Linked DNA regions of Mus musculus: regions 2, 3 and 4 are each linked to region 1. Evidence: chromatin contacts called from public Hi-C and HiChIP or PLAC-seq data. All regions are on one chromosome and are shown on one strand. The core of a region is the stretch at or near the end of the contact, and the rest is flanking DNA. Distances in the headings are between cores, read along the strand shown.

Region 1 (2,613 bases), core at 61-2,560:
TCTGGCTGAGCCATCGAGCTCCCCGCGCACATTCGGGCTAGCAAGAAGGCGCCGAGGTATCCCGGCTCAGGGACGCCCCGGGCCCAGCTCCCTTCCTCTAAGGGACGCTCCACCACCCCAGACTCTCAGTTCTTGTCGCCTTCTCGCTGGGCCCCGGCCCGTGGCTCCCGCGCTCCTCGCAAGCGCAGCATCTCTCGGAGCCCGCCAATGTGTGTCTGTAGCCCCGTTAGTGGCAACGTCCTCCGTCCTCGAAAAAGAAAGGAGGCCGGGTAGCGCCATCAGACACCTTACCGGGCATGCCACCAAGTCGCCAGGGCTTTGGGACTCCTAGAGCACTTGAGGTTGGAGCCTAATTAGAGTACCCTTGGAACCCGCGCTCTCAAGATCAACCGGTCCCCACCTAGAGAAATGTGGAAGGGTGGGGGATAGGGGACAGGAGCCCCAGGTTCTAGAAACAGGGTCCAAGGCCTCCTCCCGCCCGGACCATACAGCGTACCCCGGGCGCCGGCCGAGGGCACCGCGGAAGAGAGAAGGCTCGTGGACACCACTTACTTGGAGTTCGAGGAATTCCAGTAGATAGGCTCTAAAACTATCGATCTGGAGATCGCAGTTCTGCACAAAACCATCAAAAGTCCCCAACAGTACTTCCACACAGAGTCCCTCCTGGACCGGGCCATGGCCATGCCCAAGCCGCTCCCAGTTCTGCGCACTCCGGGACGCGTTGGGACCGGCCGCGGGCAGCGACCCCCAATCCTCCGGGGCGGACACGCCGCGCCGCTCCCGCGGTCGCCGAGGCCAGGTGCGCTCACCCTGCGCGTCCCTCAGCGCGCGGGGTGGGGTCGAACGCGCGGGGCGCGGCGGCTCGGCGGACTCGGGGCTCCGGGGCGCTGCGCCGGACGCAGCTGGGACAGTCGGCTCCCGTGCGGCTCCAGGGTGCCGGGCCAGCCGCGGAGGGCGGGCGCGGCGAGGGCACTGGGCCGGGACAAAGGCCCGCAGCGGAGAGACGAGTCGGTGTGAGGCGGCGGGTGCTGCTCCCCGAGAGGGGCCGCCTGACTATAGATCCAGGACAGCGGGCAGTGGCCCGGGCAAGCGAGCGCCGCGTCGGCGCGGTTCCATGTCCTGGAGCGCAGAGATAAAGGGCGCCTCCTGAATCCTCGCAACTCGCGGCCACTAAGCAGTCAGGAGAGCACTGGAACCCCCGCAGGCGTCTGACGCGCGCGGGCCTTTGTGTGCGGGGAGGGCGCCAGGACCCGCTCTGCGCGCAGCTCCGCGATCCGACCGGTGCCTCTGTCCCCGCCGCGGAGAGTCAGCGCGCCGGGCGCGCTGTCAGAGCACTATAAACGCGGGGCCCCGCCCAGTCAAACGCAGCCCATTGGCTCGCCGCGCCGCGAGCGCGCGCTGATTGGGCAGCATTCCCGTCAGTCTGCCGCCCCCTACCCGACACTGGGCACCCAGAGGTAGGGCGCCCCTGACAGGTGAGCCCCGCCCCCAGGACGAGCCCCGCTGGGCGCCGGGCACAGGGTTGGTCGCCTCTTAGCCACTCGCACCAGCAGGGTCACCTCGCCCGGCAAGTGCCTGTGCTGGCGAGTGCCCTCGCTAGGATAGGGCGAGACGTGGTGGACGCAGCGTTCCGCCTTGTGGCGCTCGCTCCCTGCCGCCCCTCGCGCGTATGGCGCCCTGGTACTTGGCGGATCCCTCTGAGCCATTAACTGAGGGCCTTCTAACTTGATTCTGGCACCAAGTGTTCCGGCCCGGTCCGACGCAACTCAAATCAGACTCTCACGAGGCTGAGAGCCTTAGCAGCCCACCGGCAGTGCGAGCCAGTCTGCCGCCCTTCCCGACCCCGAGACCCAACTCCGTGCGCCCGCTCCCTTTCCGGTCCTCTCCCCGCAAGAACAGCGCCTCCAAAGCTCCACTACCAACGTCTGGGAGGACTTTTCTTCACTAGCTCCCGGGACACCCCGCGACCCCACAGTGGCCAGGAAGTTAGGTGTGACCCGGACAACTATCAGTCAGAGAAGTGGCAGTTGTGATACTCGGTTGCTTGCCCAAGACCGATTTTGAAAAACTGAACCACGGCTGTGACTTCTACGGATCCACAGCGCCCACTAGCGCCCACTTTTGCCTCTCCGTACTTCAGAACAAGCCTACCGGTTACAGGATCAAATCTTAAGGATCCAGATATTCCCAAGTCGAAAACCACTTGCTTAAGATGCCCGTTATCAGAGAGAACAAAGTAGGTGGAAGGCACAGTCCCATGTACAGCCCATGGCCCAGCAAAAATTAACCACGTCTCTTCTTACAATGCTGTCCATCAATACCAGAACTTCTTCAAATGGAACTAAGCAGTTTCCACACCGATATCTTTAAAAACAAGCCCCATGATTTAGTTACTAACTACTCCCAACACCCCCCCCGCCCCCTTCATCCTTCTTTAAAACAAATTTCGAGCTTTAAAAAGTGTTGACTTTCAAAAACCTTAATGTAAGTTAGTGTATACTGCAACTACGAATTGGTTTGGAAAAACTCGTTTAAGACCAAAACACAATGTATTGAACACACCAAAATACAGCTTTAAGAAACCCTTTTCTGTAATTACTATTTTTAACTATG
Region 2 (2,613 bases), core at 74-2,573, 2.3 Mb before region 1:
GACAGAGTTAAGATATAACTTAAATATTTTTAAGTATGCAATGCGGATTTAAAATGCAAATAATATAAAAATGATACAATTGGTATTTATATTTGGTGGAAGCAGAAAAATAAATTCATACACACACACACACACACACACACACACATATATATATAAGGTACACTAAAGTTGCTAGAGTGCTAAATCAATTTTACTTACTTTAGTTTAGGAATATATATTTTCTAATTCACAAACCTGTTTTGTAACCTATTTATGAGTTAATTAACTATCATGTTTCTATGTTTTTAGATAAAGTAATTTTAAATTCATGTAAGTTGCCTCAATTTTTTAATTAATTTAAGGAGCATGTCTATATTAATATTATTATAAATTTCAATTAACACCTAAGATTACATACTGATTTTTAATTGGTGTAGTTTAGTTGTAAGAAATATTTGAATTATTATCTTTTAATTATGATTATTTGTTTAAAGAGAGGGTTTCAAGATACTTCGCTCCTGCTTAAAAAGTTTCTTCATGTTTTTTCCAACCATGGCAGGTCTGAGGCCCAGGCTTAATCTCAGGTGTTACAGAAAAACATAAGTAAAACCACACATGAAATGTTTATCTACTTTTGGTGACACATGTAATTAATGTCACAACTTGAGAGGCAGAAGCAGGAGGACAGTGAATTCAGAGTCAGCCTTAGATGCACACCAAGTAGAAGACTGTCCTCCCTGGGCTACAGGAGAACTGGTTTCAAAATTCAACAAATATGATTTTTTCTATGTTTTAGTATGATTACAATAAAAAAGCAAGTACATAAAATTTTCCTCATCTGTGCATGAATCAAAGATGGTTGCTCCTATATTGCTGGAATTAAAGATAATTTTGATGGCCTTTTTAAAAAGTAAAGTGAGTGAAAAAACATGATAATAATATATTCATATTTTGTAATGCATGAGTATAGAATTATTGCTAATAAAGCATTTCTAAGAGTAGATAAAACATGTAAGTTGGACATTTTAAAGTTATCTTGAGCATAAAATCACATATCATACGTGTTTACAAAACTTTATGTAATACCTTTCAAGAATATTGTGGTTCATCTGAACCATGTAGAAATTCACATTAGCACAGACGATGGTGCAATTTAAATAATCACTGAATAAAGTTGATAAGGAATGCAAAACTGCAATAGTTGAAAAAAAATGTCATTTCACATTTAAATATCCCAGATTTTATTTTTTCCCTTTTTCCTGAGAGGCAGTTTCTGCCTAAAGGCCTCATCTCTCACTGAACACTGGATGGCTGTCAACATCAATTTCCTCTTTATTAACTGGGAGTGGTTCAAGCTTTCTGATGTCAGCCTGGGCACTTCTCCCTCAGCCTTGATATTTACATCCTGTAAGTACTTGTAAACAATTACCATGTCCCCTACTTCGTTGTCTGTTAGCCAAGCTAAACAGATTGAGCTCCTTTAAGCTTTTCTCATAAATCAATCTCTCCATTCCCTTAATTACTCCTGATGTTCAGTGCTGAACATCTTCCAACACGCTCATCATATTTCTAATACACAGCTTCCCAGAACCAAAGCATTTCTATAATGGCTTCATGCTAAAATTATGCTTATTCAATTGAAATAACCACAGGAGAAGATGCTTTCTTCAACATTCTGTTGTCTGTACTGCTACACAGAGGGGAAACACATCAATAGATTCCTCATTATCACATGTGTTTCTGGTTTACTCCTTATGGCCCTATGCCAAACCACAGGGCTAGCGTATGAGAGGTGAAGGCTAATGGCTTTTAGATTGTACTGAATGGATAAGAAGACTCTTCATCTAGATAAAGCACCTCACTGTCTTCCCATCAGAATTATTTATATTTGAACTGATTTCTATACCTATGTTATTGGTGGTGGTAGTTGTTATATAAATCTTTCAGGATTCAAAAAACTCATACTAATTTATCACAGACATTAATCTTATAAAAGGGAATAAGAAGGGTAATATCAAATCTGACTGAGGCTCTTCCATGCAGAGAACAGGGCACTTGTTCCTGGGTCCAATAGGTCAGGGAAGATAAAGCTAAGGCTGAATTTGTCCGAGAAATGTTCTGGACTGGGGACTTCTTACAATTAATAAAGACGTGATTAAAAGGGAAACAACAATCATGATTTCAAACAGATAAACTGCTTTAGAAATGTTTGAAAGGAGAGATCAGCATATTGTGGAATCCTAGCCACAGTGGATTCACATCATAGCTCTTGCTTCTATGGCTCAGAGAAGGTTGTTGGAAAGGGGCTGGAAAGATTATCAAAATACCAGGTCTTCTGTGCAGTTTCCTGGAATTAGCTGCATTTATTAGACTGGAACAATGGCTTTATCAATGGACATGTTAACATGCAAGAGAGAAATTTTCTTGGTGTTAGACGCAGGGGATAAGAAAAACCAGCCTCTCCCGGAATAAGCCATTCACTGCTTGTCCATTGCGAAATGATCAGCCTTAAAGCATATACCAAACTTTACTAATAAAAATGTATATAACAACAACAATGACGACAACAACAGCAACAATAATAACCAAAGTAAAATAGGCTACCAGTTCTTTAGCATGGTGCATGAGAGT
Region 3 (2,613 bases), core at 39-2,538, 2.1 Mb before region 1:
ATGGACCTAGTTCCTTCTTCATGTTCTAACTCAGTTTTATCAAATAGAAATAGTGGGGGTCTGTAAAGGGAATGAAAACTGAAGGGAAGATGAAGGTTCTGGTTTAACGTTTCCCACTGTCATGCTCATTCCAACACTGGTGGCCTCTCCAAATAACCTCTCACAAGGACCCATAGAAATAGAAAGCCTACAGAAAATATTAGAAAAGTAACGAGGAAGGAGAAAACTAGACATTTTGTTACACCCTCCTGACTCATCGCTGCAGCTGCTGTTGGGGAAAGATCACTAAAATCCACAAGGATATGAAAGATGATGTTATCTAAACCCAAGTTATTTTAGATGACCTGGACTTCAAGAGGTTGTATGAAAGAAGAGAATGGAGGTTTGGAGAATGTGCCAAGAGAAACTGCATTACATCAAGACAAATATCTGAATGTGTTTCCTTGAAGTATTGTTTGTACACTAAAAGTCCAAGGACTACCTGTTAGAATTTTATTCATTTACTGATGTACTGTCTTTATTTCTTACCTTAAAACGTTAGCACAGCAAAACCAAAATTATGCATATGGTTTTAGGATCAAAAAGAGAGAGAAAAAAGATTTTGTTTTACAGGGGACTAGAGCAACCTAATAGGTAGGGGAAATTACAAGTATGTGTGAGGGGTAAGTTGACTGTTGCTTGGAGGAAGCTCTAACTCTCTGTTATATGCAAAACTCTATAGATAACCTTAGTATCTGGATAATGAATGCAGATGAAGTTAAAATACCAAGAAGGCACCTATGATGTAGAGTCCTTGAGTAAGCAAAGCCAGGTCAAGGTGCTCCTGGGAAGCAGTGTTTTCTCAGGCTGATTGAACCAACCCAAAAGTTGATTTGACAGTAAGGACCTGCTTCTTACCTTAGTTCCTAGATGAATTAGCAGGTTTTAGACTCGGGAAAAGGAGCTTCTCCATAGGGGGCTATACTTGGAAGGATACATAGAGCTCTGGTGAGCTCTCTCTAGCTAAACCTTGAATTCAACTTCCTGAGACCTTAGGTCAACTAAGCAAGCAGAGACTTCTGACTCATGGCACTACAATCTATGGCGTGCAGGTTGCTTTAGCACATTTGTGGAAACTTTGTTTCATAATAGAAAGAAAATATGGTGTTGTTACAGAAACTTAAGAACAAGGCAGAAGAAAGAGAAAGGTTCCAGACATCTGGAAAACTGGGAAAGCAACCGAGTCTTCCACAAAGGAACTTAACCTCTTTCAATTCCTTACATGCCACAGTTCAGGGCCATGGGTCCTCTGAACACTCAAATCATCACTGAGACTTCAGGAACGCATTGTGTTAGCAAGAGCTGTGGCCCACAGTGGAAAGGCAGAGATCACCCATAAATTTACATTTTGAAGTTTTCTTTTATTTGATTCTTTCTTGGTTATATATTCCAATTTAGAAGGGGCACCCGAGTTCTTGTGAAATTTTCCTAATATTATATATTCTGGCTTCCAAACACTTGAGCTGTGAAAGACAAACTGCCAGCAGACTGGAAATTCCCTTTAGTATATATGTGTGTTTGTGTGTCTCAAATATCTTTCCTTTTAATTTGCTGACATTTCTGCTTTTCGGAGAATCATAGGAAGAGCTTCGAGTGTTTCAGATGTCTGAGGATTAACAAATTATTTTCTACTGCTTCTTATTCTACTTTGAGAAAATTTTAGGGTAATAACTGCACTGTACTTTCCGAAGAAAACGTAATAATCCATGCCCCACCTCTATGAAGTAAATAATTTGATTATTAGATAATGGGAACAAAGCAGAATGTTCCTCAGGAAAAATAAAATAAAATAGACCAAACTTCATGTCACATCTTTGTTCTGCGGTGTTTTGTTGCAGTCTGCCAAATGCTGCCTGGGCATTCCTGACACTCTCTAGACTGACAAGGAAATAACTTAGGAATCCATGTACAGCAGCCTGGCTGCACTCCCTTTGTCTACTGGACACCGTTTCTTACCCTATTTGATTTTCCTGAGGTTCAAACTGGGACCCCCATTACCATGGAGCAAATTAAAAGGAGACTTCCCTGTTTTCTCGTCAGTGTCCTATGCATGCTGGCAGAGACTCCAAAGCACAAGCATTTCTATGAGCAGCAGTTTCCTAACTTAAAAATTACTCCAAGAAGATACAGTAGGTCGCCCCATGTGAGCTCCCTGCCTGCCCAGTACATTAGATTCCTGTTTACTTATGATTTAAAAATATCCTGAACAGCTCAATTAACACTGCACATAAATATAATAATAGGCAAAATGAAACCAAAAAAGTATTCACTTCAAAAGTAGGACATGAAGCAACACTTCAGTTCTGATGGTGACTTTCCCCAGTTATTATTAATATGAAAACACTGAGTTTAAAAAATCATTTGTATAAATCAGTTTTATTAATAATCCTTTTAGACAAATAAGCTATATCAATACTTCATTCCACTTCTAAGTTTTTATTACATACACACACACACACACACACACACACACACACACATTTAAATGCCACCCTCCCTAAATTTTTTAAGTCACATGAACATATTTAAGTCTACATTAAGAGGTATACTTTTATTTCCCTACTTTCAGTTTAA
Region 4 (2,613 bases), core at 31-2,530, 2.1 Mb before region 1:
CAAATGACAACTGTCCATCCCCTTTATAGAATGACTCACTCTTCATGTTACAGAATTAAATTAGCTGAAAAACTGAAGAATGTATTCAGAAAGAAATTAAACAGCTGTTATGTAGCATGAAGAATTATTTAATGCAGAAAGTAGACAAACTGAACAATGTCACATTACTGTCCAAGGTCCAATTGCTGCTCTCAATGGATAGGGTTGTTTATTTTCTGGTTAAAACTCTTTGATTATGGTGCAGTGATGTCATTTCTCCATCGAGTGTGTTCTTTTACAAGAGTAAGAACAATGAAAAGAGGCAAAGGGCATGAAAGGCCGTGGAGTGGAACTAGAGTGATGTCCTGTCTGGGTTCAGCATGCTCTTCAATTAACCTGGTTTATCAGCTTGTTAAGCTAAGGGAGGGATCTAGCATATTCTACAATTGTAATTCTATGTAATTCTACAATATGTACATTCTATGTATGTAATTGTTATGTAGAAAGTCCTCAAGAAAGTTTTTTTCTTTTACTTCATTGTATTTATATTTTACTTTATCTATTGTATGTGTATATGTAGGTAAGAGAATAACTTGAAGAAGTTGGTTATCTACCTACCATATGTACATTCTGAAAAACTGAGATTCAAGGTAGACAGCAAGAGCCTTCATCCATTGTATATCTAGCTGATCTTTTTAAGAAATTCTTTTTTATTTGTTTGTTTAGTTGGTTGGTTGGTTCAGAAAGTCTTGACTTACAAAGGAATGCATTTAATGGTTGTGTATGAGCAGAGTTCAAAAGCAGAAAATTTTATTCATTTAAAATATTTGATAAAGTCTTATGCATGGACACTGAGCATTGCAAACAAGGCCATATATGTGACCCACTACAAAAGCACCTCTCAAACTTGGAACATATTTAAGTTATCAGACATTATGTTAACCTATAGATTTTGATTTGCTACACCCATCTTAGGACCTTGGATTCTCCATTAATAATTTGCCAGTCTCTTAAAGAAACATTGAGGAGCAACTGCTTAGGGAAGTATATGCATTAGACTTCATAAATGTACTGAAGATATTAGAGTCTCAGTCCAGAGTCCATGTAATTTTTAGGACATCTGTCACTTATAATAAGGGAAAAAAATCCTAATACTGTGCTTTTCTCAAACCAATCATTGCTTATTAAGACATGAATCCCAAAGCACAGAAAGTGGGTTGCACACAGTCAGCGAGTAAGCCGAGTAACCCGTGTTTGCTCTTGAAACCTGCCTGGAGAGTTCTTGCTATTCAACTTCCTGTTGTGGCTTTCCCATTTTTAGAGGCTGCTGTCTGAATTGGAAGGAGAGGAGCTAACTACGCCCCTCCCCCATCTGCTGTTGTTATCTCATATTTCCTCCTTTTCTAAAGTAATCTGCTGTAGATGCTTGTGGATCATTGCATTAGCTTTTGCCCTCATTTGATGAGGGGAAACGTTCACAATTGATTTGTCTTACTCTCTTTCATTTTACCTTTTAATTTTCTTAATCCTTCTCTGGGCCTCCTTCTTTCTAAGAGCTGAAAGAGCTTGGCCTCGGTGAGGGTAGTCATTCTGATTAATTCACACTCTCCTTGTTAGCATATGCATGAGTCTCAGGAAGTGTGAAGATTCTGTCCACACGGCAGGGAGCATTGCATCAGCGGCAGATCTATTCCCCTGCTGTTCAGAGAGTAGAAAGTCCAAGTTCGTGGGTGTGTTTAGCCATTAGTGGATTTTACAATATGGAACAAAAAGGATGAAAACTCAATTGCCAGAATAATTTAAGAGCTCTTCGCACCACTTGAGCTAAATACCTCCATCTTGCAAGGATAAGCTCTAAGGCAGTTAATTAAAACTTTCACCTTTCACTCCTAGATGGCATTGAATCTCAGAATATTTCTTTCCCAAAGGAATTAATTCTAAGTGTTGAGGAATGGATAGTACAAGTCATAGTTTCCCCAGGTCTTTCTTTTCTTTTTTCTCTTTCTATTTTCTTTTCTTTTTTACCTTTTGCATTTTAAATAAATTCTATACGTTCAATGATCCTACCTCATACTTTTCTGATTGCCACTTTTGCGAACTATGTGGAGTCTGAACTAACAATAAATCAAAATGCAACCCCTTCTTATAACTTACTGTGCCCTTCCATATTTCAGCTTCAATCAATCTTGTCTCTAAATATTTTCCTGTCAGTCGTGATACAGGGAGTCTGCACCCATAACCTACAATTCACATCTAAAAATTACCCTATATACACTTCTTATCTCGGTTTCTCACACTTGAGAATGTTTTTCAAATGCATACGTTTATTCATAAGAACAGATAAAGCAGCCTTCCAAATTGCAGTGTCAGAAAGTGCTCTTTTCAAAACGTAGGGAACATTCAGCCCGTTTTGTTGATTTACTTATTCAAAACAGATGAACATATCTTTATGGACACATGATTTATATTTATTTTTCATACAATATAGTTTGATCACGTTTTACCTTCCCTGAGTCAGTACCAGATACTCCTCCATCTACCTACTCAACCAACCATAAAAAGAAAAAGAAAACATGAAAATTAAAACAACAAAAGTTCAACAAGATCCCCCCAAAATATGCCAAAGATAATTAA

The links. Hi-C and Micro-C count contacts between places; a contact is called where the count stands out from the background. HiChIP or PLAC-seq counts read pairs in DNA pulled down with a chosen protein or histone mark.
Region 2: a contact with region 1 is called in an H3K4me3 HiChIP or PLAC-seq map of neural tube, with 34 times the contacts expected there. The contact joins the enhancer-like site here to the promoter of Efnb2 in region 1. A contact is called at or near these places in 9 of 39 promoter capture datasets (the 3T3-L1 cell line, 3T3-L1-derived adipocytes, cranial neural crest and 5 more), 3 of 484 Hi-C or Micro-C datasets (3T3-L1-derived adipocytes, adipose-derived mesenchymal stem cells and embryonic fibroblasts) and 7 of 115 datasets of contacts at active chromatin or transcription factors (astrocytes, embryonic forebrain, embryonic hindbrain and 4 more).
Region 3: a contact with region 1 is called in a Hi-C map of embryonic fibroblasts, with 15 times the contacts expected there. The contact joins the enhancer-like site here to the promoter of Efnb2 in region 1. A contact is called at or near these places in 17 of 39 promoter capture datasets (the 3T3-L1 cell line, 3T3-L1-derived adipocytes, the HPC-7 cell line and 10 more), 3 of 15 datasets of contacts at CTCF or cohesin (the NIH/3T3 cell line, large pre-B cells and stem cell-derived epiblast-like cells), 126 of 484 Hi-C or Micro-C datasets (the 3T3-L1 cell line, 3T3-L1-derived adipocytes, the AML12 cell line and 74 more), 27 of 115 datasets of contacts at active chromatin or transcription factors (the NIH/3T3 cell line, PVALB interneurons, VIP interneurons and 21 more) and 4 of 9 other capture datasets (adipose tissue, embryonic stem cells, liver and 1 more).
Region 4: an H3K27ac HiChIP or PLAC-seq map of embryonic brain shows a contact between it and region 1, with 20 times the contacts expected there. The contact joins the enhancer-like site here to the promoter of Efnb2 in region 1. A contact is called at or near these places in 5 of 39 promoter capture datasets (cranial neural crest, frontonasal cranial neural crest, maxillary cranial neural crest and 2 more), 5 of 115 datasets of contacts at active chromatin or transcription factors (embryonic brain, embryonic forebrain, embryonic limb bud and 1 more) and 1 of 9 other capture datasets (embryonic stem cells).

What each region holds. Positions count from the first base shown.
Region 1 is chr8:8,659,932-8,662,544 of GRCm38.p6, forward strand. Efnb2 (ephrin B2) reads right to left here and starts at 1,311. Exons shown (of 5, transcript NM_010111.6): 1 at 553-1,311. The coding sequence starts at 683.
Region 2 is chr8:6,338,963-6,341,575 of GRCm38.p6, forward strand. No RefSeq gene overlaps it. Among named protein-coding and RNA genes, the nearest start is that of Gm24288, 120 kb to the left of the region's middle. Within about 2 kb of position 1,324, at least 7 of the 459 cell types and tissues checked have an H3K27ac peak or open chromatin away from gene starts, as enhancers often do. A contact at or near this core is called in neural tube and second pharyngeal arch cranial neural crest, where this site is marked.
Region 3 is chr8:6,573,428-6,576,040 of GRCm38.p6, forward strand. No RefSeq gene overlaps it. Among named protein-coding and RNA genes, the nearest start is that of Gm24288, 350 kb to the left of the region's middle. Within about 2 kb of position 1,289, at least 7 of the 459 cell types and tissues checked have an H3K27ac peak or open chromatin away from gene starts, as enhancers often do. A contact at or near this core is called in the C2C12 cell line, embryonic fibroblasts and tail fibroblasts, where this site is marked.
Region 4 is chr8:6,605,746-6,608,358 of GRCm38.p6, forward strand. No RefSeq gene overlaps it. Among named protein-coding and RNA genes, the nearest start is that of Gm24288, 380 kb to the left of the region's middle. Within about 2 kb of position 1,281, at least 29 of the 459 cell types and tissues checked have an H3K27ac peak or open chromatin away from gene starts, as enhancers often do. A contact at or near this core is called in embryonic brain and embryonic forebrain, where this site is marked.